Linked DNA regions of Zea mays: region 2 is linked to region 1. The links are chromatin contacts, called in public Hi-C maps. All regions are on one chromosome and are shown on one strand. The core of a region is the stretch at or near the end of the contact, and the rest is flanking DNA. Distances in the headings are between cores, read along the strand shown. Region 1 holds the start of LOC103629406 (probable receptor-like protein kinase At2g21480). Region 2 holds the start of LOC100192700 (peroxisomal membrane protein PEX11-1).

The links. A called contact is a pair of places that touch in the nucleus more often than the background predicts.
Region 2: a contact with region 1 is called in a Hi-C map of leaf, with 5 times the contacts expected there. The contact joins the promoter of LOC100192700 here to the promoter of LOC103629406 in region 1. A contact is called at or near these places in 4 of 25 Hi-C or Micro-C datasets (ear, leaf and tassel).

What each region holds. Positions count from the first base shown.
Region 1 is chr6:71,639,112-71,642,382 of Zm-B73-REFERENCE-NAM-5.0, forward strand. It overlaps LOC103629406 (probable receptor-like protein kinase At2g21480), which reads right to left and starts at 1,326. Exons shown (of 1, transcript XM_008650542.3): 1 at 1-1,326. The coding sequence starts at 678.
Region 2 is chr6:71,845,038-71,848,836 of Zm-B73-REFERENCE-NAM-5.0, forward strand. LOC100192700 (peroxisomal membrane protein PEX11-1) reads left to right here and starts at 1,516. Exons shown (of 7, transcript NM_001137903.1): 1 at 1,516-2,190; 2 at 2,272-2,346; 3 at 2,447-2,521; 4 at 2,626-2,706; 5 at 2,784-2,858; 6 at 2,960-3,133; 7 at 3,204-3,393. The coding sequence starts at 1,999. The coding sequence ends at 3,239.

The DNA.
Region 1 (3,271 bases), core at 76-2,575:
GATCCGGTACACGACCTGGTACGCGTCGTGCACGAGGCCGGTAATCTCGCCCAGGGGCGCGACGGCCAGCGCCGAGTCGGTGATGAGCTCGTCGGGGGCGTTCACCACCTCGATGGCGTTCACGAAGGCGGCGGAGCCCTTGAGCGGCTGGAACTTGAGCGCGAGGTGGTTCTCGGTGGCGTTCACCAGGTACTCCTTCATGACGGGCTTGTCCCCCGGGGTGAAGCTGTGGAGCAGGACGTTGTCGTCGGTCACGACGCTGAAGGTCACCGACGCGAGGTCCACGTCGCCGCCCTTGAGCGGGAAGAAGTAGAGGCGGATGAAGTGCCAGCCTGGGACGGTGAGCGGAAAGCTGTAGACGGCCTCCTCCTTGAACACCCGCGCGGTGGCATACAGCGGCGAGGGCACGTCGGCCTTGTCGTCGGCGGCCACGCGGATGGCGTCGGTGGCGGAGAGCAGGTGGTTGGCCTGCGCGTCAGTCTTGTACGACTTGCCGTCGGCGGTGAGGGGCGCCGTCCCGCCGCAGTCGATCAGGAAGTTGTCCTTGGGCGTGAAGCTGGATGGCGTGGGCGGCGTCTGCGCGCCGCTGTCCGTCACGGGTCGGCCCTGCCCGGACACGGTGGTTGTCGCCGCCAGCAGCAGCAGCAGCGCCAGCGGGAGCGTCCCGCGGCGCGTCATGGCTGGTGTGCTACGTGCTCGACCACCACCACCGCTCGCTTGCCTAGCTAGCTACTCCAGCGTATGTGCGCGTCACCGCCACAGGCGCCGGAGGGCGGCAGAGCAGCACGGCCGGTACGCCGACACGCTGCAGGCTCTGAGTCTGACTGGGGTTGGGTGGGTTATTGCCGGTGGCGGGGCCCTCTCACCGACTCTCTGGTTAGTGGGCCCAATCGGAGGAGAGGGAGGAGGGAGGAGGGTGAAATGGCGGGTTATGTGGTGGACACAGCCACAGCCACAGGCGCGCGCCAAGTTTAAGCAGCCTGCTATGTTTGGGGTGGTGGCGACCGGGACGTGCGCTCCACCGGCCACCGCATTCTCCGGACCTCCCGCTGCCGCTGCGTGCCTGCTCACCTGCGCGTGCCTGCTGTGTGCCAACGGCTACCAGGTGCATGCTGCCTATTCTTGGAGCCGCCGCATCGCATCGCTTTGCTCGCTTTCCTTGGGCCCAAATGCTAAACAGCATGCTACTGCTGTACTGCATATTCACACAGCTCATTTTTACAGGTCAGAACCGATTTCGTTTTCATTGAAAGATGTAGTTCAGTCATGATTCTTTCTGGGCAACGTCTCTCAAGCATTTGTTTCCTGTACAAAGGTTTGAGTTGTTTTAATGTGGATGTTTCCTATACATGCTAAGTAATAAGCAAGTATAATATTTTTGGAGTTAACAGTCCAATTGTGTATATCACCATGTAAAATGAGCACATTGCAAATATCAAGCTTGAAGACGGTCGACGACATTGACGAAGGCTAGATGTGTTTATGCTAATAGATTGGAAACGATAAAGGACGGTTAACGAGGCCTAGACCAAGGAACCAAGGAGGCGGGAAGACTTGTAGTGGATATGGCTAGCACCTAGGAACATCGACAAGTGCAGTGTACATGAAAAAATAGAGCATGTTGACCAAGTCAAAATGATGATTGATCAAATCAAGCGGAGGTGTCGGAGGACTTGGTGATCGGGTGGTCAATAACTAGCGGTGGCATGTGTCGAGTCATGGAGAGAGCGTAGGGGATATGCTACTTACGAGGGGGTTTATGGGTTGGGCCTCAAAACCGTCAGGTGGATGGTTTATAGGTTTGGACCTCAAAATTCGAGACAGAGTTCCGACGAGGACTAGAGACGATACGTGGTGTCATCGTGAAGCTGGCGTAGATGAGAAGCAAAGTCGTTTAGAACTCGTTGCCATCATATGCACCAATCTTAGTTTGGAACATCTTGTGCATGGGGAGAAGTTTTAGGGACTATCGGTACCCTAAAACAGGGGTACCCCTTACTACAGTATGAAGGCGGTCCACGCGGCTATTTCTAGTCGCGTGGCAAACAACACCCGACCCCACCACGCGGACGACTCTGGGGCCGCCACGTGGCTAGAGAAGACGATATGCTCCAAGGCATCAGCAGTGGGTCCGGACCCCCATGGGAAAGTACCGGACCCCTGTATACGGACCGGACCTCCGGGTAAGGTCTAGGACCTCCACAGGCACGAACCGGACCCCTGGGATGGGTCCCGGACCCCCCTGTGTGGGGTTTGGACCACTAACAATAGGGTCCCGGGATTCTAGGACAAAGAATACCCGGACCTTAATCAAGATCAGGTGGGGGTTCGGAGCTGACACGTGTCCGGACCATACCACGTACGCTCCTGCTCCCCGCTCAGGCGGAGACCCGATGCTGCCACGTGGTCCACTGCCCGTGACGTAAGCCAGCCGGCGGAGCCTGACGTAAGGCCTCTGAGCCGCGCGTCCTCTGCATTTATTGCGGATAAGGCACGCCGCCTGTCAAACTGGCAGGTGATGTGCCGCCTCAGCATTTAATGAGCCTTGTCACTCCACTGGCGGGCGATGTGCCACCTCAGCATTAAATGTGCCCTGTCCACCCCGCTAACGGACGGCGACCAGGCCATCTTACAGGCGGCGTGCCTGTCCATTCCGTTGGCAGGCAATAAGCCCATGCTGCCGCATGCGTTATACTCATCATGACGCGCGCGTACCATGGAAGCTGCGGCGGCATATCAATACTGTATGCGTTGCGGGCGTGATGGCGCTCGAAGTTCGCCCTGGTGTTACAGGCATTAGTTGCTTCCTTCCATTTGTCCCTGGTCCCACATGTCGGGGCTCAGTATCCTTGTATGTGCCCCCCTTGAGCTATAAAAGGGAGGGCACACGGCGTTACAAGGCAGATCCAACTTACACGCTCTCACACTCACTCAACATGTCCAGCATAGCGCTTATCTCTACATCGCTTGGGTTTATAGCCATCTCAAAGTGAACTTGCCTCTCATCATTGGGGAGATCACCAAGTGAAGCAACCAGAGCCTCAACTTCTTCGGGAGAGGGTCGCACTCTAAGACCCAAGCCACTGTCACTAGCAGGAGGATTGGACACAAAATTGAAAAAAGTCTTGGAAGGTGGCAGATTCCAGGCAGAATATGCAATAGGAGCACCAATATTCGATACTTTGCCTCTAAGAATCATCTCCAGTCGGCTTACCAAATCCACAGCAGGAATCCTCTTGTTGGTAACCCGGGTTGAATCAGTGACACCACT
Region 2 (3,799 bases), core at 266-2,765, 210 kb after region 1:
GACGAGCCGAGCTGGTTTGATATGTAGCCCTAATCCATTCTAAGGACACATGTCAACTTATCAGTGGCATTGATACAAAGTGTAAAAATGTGAAGGTAAATATACAGTTAAGTCATAAAGCAGGGGTACAAACACAACTGTAAAAAAATGCTGAACTAGATGCGTAGATACAAGTTGAACGTGAACCGATCGAGGCGGGCGGTGCCCGGTAGAGAAACAAAACAAGGCGGCCGTTTCCGTTCCGTTTCGGGAGGGCCCCCGCCAGCAGCAGATGAGGTAGGGAAATGAGAGACGGTATCCGTTCCATCGGAGCTCGCAAGGTCGCCGCGAGAAGCAAACAAATCGCTTGTGACGCCATTGTACAGTGTGCGGAAACGTTACTCTCCCGTCTCGTCCTCGTTTATTTGGAACCCAAATTTTACCGCCAAGTTTTTTACTGCTAGCTTTTTCTTCTTCTCCTCCTTTTTCTCTCTCTCTACAGTATTGAACAAGGCAGCCAGGAGCGAAGCCAGCTCAAAAAGTACACTGGTGCACACTCTATCAAAAATATAAAGAAAAATATCCAATTTTAAAAGAAATACATAACATATTCAAGATAAATATTAGCAAAATTTTATTTTAGCCTGGTGTGCGTAACAGATTGTGCACGGAAGGCAGTGGCACACACAATCAAATTTCAAATCCACACCGACAAGGTGTCCAGGTTCAGGTTGCACAATCCCACAAGGAAGCCCTATCTATAGTGGGGCCCATCTAGAATGGGCGTAACTTAGGGGGTGTTTGGTTTATAGGGACTAAACTTTAGTCCCTCCACTTTATTCCATTTCAGTTCATAAATTGTTAAATAGGGAAACTAAAATAGAGTTTTAGTTTCTATATTTAGTAATTTAGGGACTAAAATGGAATAAAATGGAGGGACTAAACATTAGTCCCTAGAAACCAAACACCCCCTTAGAGAGAAGACTGCCTCCTCAATTAAACCATCTAATATACGCATTTTTAAACATGTGATTTCTGATCATCGTTTAACTACACGGCTGTCTAAAGAATTAGAGAGTGTTTAGTTTATATGGGTTAATTTTTAGTCTCTCCATTTTATGTTGTAAATTACATAACATCTAAATAATAGAACACGGTTAAAAGAGAGATTATCTCTATTTTAATCCTTATATTTGATAATTTAGAAATTAAAAGGCATTTAAAATGGACATGCATATGGCCGGTACATAGCGTTGTTCGCTGAAAAACAGAAAGTGTCGAAAACAGAAAGTGTGATGGGAAGGAGATAAAGAAAGCTGATGAAAATAGGCTGCCGCCTGGTGTATAGTAATAGGATACGGCCTCCATTATTTATAAAGAGGAGAGAGAATAAAAAAAGAGACGTCCTTGGCGTGGTGTCCTCGTCCTCGTGCCCATCTCTGTCCCAATCAAACTGATTGATCCGTCGCCCGCAGGGCCACAGCAGCCGCGGCGAGGTCGTCCGTCGGATTCGGAGGCTCAGGTGAGTGCCTCTTTCTCACGCACCTTCTGTTGGCTCCTCCTCCGTCCTCCCCCAAGCGCCCCCTCTCGGCCGGTCGAATTTCCGGGGAGGGGGATTGGGGGGATTTGATATATATCGAGAGAGTAGTGTTTGTCCCCCGATTCCTCATGCGTGGCGCCCAAAACCTAGAGATCCTTTTTTGCGCCCGAAACCTTCCTGAGCTGGTCCGATTCGGTGCCGTTAGAGGGGATCTGTGTACCTCGCCGCCGGCCGGCGCTGTCGATCTGGTTGTCTTCCACGGTTGGTTTCCAGACGGGGACTCCGCCGGCGCGGCGCGGCGCGGCGCTCACCCGCATCCGCCGCCGCTTTTCTACCGCCCGCGGGGCTGGGTCCGGCTCTGACGGTTGAGTCTGGTGGCGCAGGCGGAACTGCACCCCATGGAAATGGAATCGAGAGAACTTACACGCTGCTTCGCAACCGTATTATGCAGTTATTACTGAAAAGATAATACAGTACCTATGGCTTCTCTGGACGCCGTGCGAGGAGACCTCGCCCTGCTGATTCTGTACCTGAACAAGGCCGAGGCGCGGGACAAGATCTGCCGAGCGATCCAGTACGGGTCCAAGTTCATCAGCAACGGGGAGCCAGGGCCTGCGCAGAACGTCGACAAGTCCACCAGCCTGGCCCGGAAAGTGTTCCGGCTCTGTAAGGTGCTGCTGCTGCTGCTGCTGCTTTGCTCTCGCATCATGGTGTGGTTTCGTTAGGACTCAGAGCCTGTCCTCGTTTTACAGTTCGTCAACGACCTGCACGCTTTGATCAGCCCTCCTGCCAAGGGGACTCCGCTCCCGCTGATCCTACTCGGGAAGGTACGCGCCGCTGAACGCACGGGAAACTTGAGAGGATGGTTTTTTGTTCTGGGCTTCTCTGATTGGTTTTGTTGCCCCTGCGCGCGCGTTCGCGTTGCAGTCCAAGAACGCGATGCTGTCGACTTTCCTCTTCCTGGACCAGATCGTGTGGGCGGGGAGGACAGGAATATACAAGGTTCTCAGAGAAATCACCTTTGTGGAAGCCGATGCCGGCTTTACTCCACGACGATGAACTAACTAATTAACCGGACCATGCTTTTACTGTTTTACACGATGCAGAACAAGGAGCGGGCGGAGTTTCTCGGGAGGATAGCGTTCTACTGCTTCCTCGGCTCCAACACCTGCACGGCCATCATCGAGGTGCGTGCGTGCGTCTCTGTCTCGAGTGCCGTATTATCTCGTGTTTCCGCACCTGATTCATGCTCCAAGCCGTGTAGCTAGCCGAGCTGCAACGGCTGTCCACGTCGATGAAGAAGCTGGAGAAGGAGCTGAAGCACCAAGAGCTGTACAAGGTACACCTCGACGGAAACGAAACCGCTCCCCCCACGTCTCTCTCCTCCCTGGCGCTTGCATTTGCATCTCTCTGTGTATCTGAGTGTGATCCGTGTGCCAGAACGAGCAGTACCGCATGAAGCTGCACAAGTCGAACGAGCGGCTGCTGGCGCTCGTCAAGTCGAGCCTGGACATCGTGGTGGCCGTGGGGCTCCTGCAGCTGGCCCCGAAGAAGGTGACCCCCCGCGTCACGGGCGCGTTTGGCTTCGCCAGCTCCCTCATCGCTTGCTACCAGGTAGGCATGTTGGTGCAACCGGTTGTCGTCCTGGGTTTGTGGGGTCTCATGCCTTTTGTCGCCTTGGCAGCTGCTTCCAAGCCCACCAGCAAAGCAGAGCAAGTGAGGACTCCCACTCCAAGCACTGTTTACCAGGAAAATAATCCCCCCCGGATAGGTTTGATTTGGTTGCCACATCCCCTTGTATGGCAGACTAGACTAATATATGTAATCATCATCATAATAATTGATAAACCATCCCACTATGGATAGGTTTGGTCACTCCAAACACTGTTTTTTTTATTCATCGCTAGGAGCAACTCCAAAAGTGTGCTAAGGCCCGTTTGATTTGAGGGACTAAAAATTAGTTCCTCTATTTTAATCTCATTTAGTCCTTAAATTGACAAACGGTGAGACTAAAACAAAGATTAAACTGTTTTAGTCTCTAGTCCTTTAAGGGAGACTAAAAGTGACTAAACCATATTAATTCTATTTTTGCCCTTCCTTTATTTTAGTTGCACTAATAACGGTTAAAGGGCATTTTGATCCTCTTATGAATTATTCAGTGTGTTTTGAATACTTTCGTAAAACCAAACAAGGTACGGGCTAAACTTTAGTCTCCTAACTAAATTTAGTCTTTGGACTAAAGGAACCAAACGAGCCATAAAAAGGTTTCTCCTCCAAAAA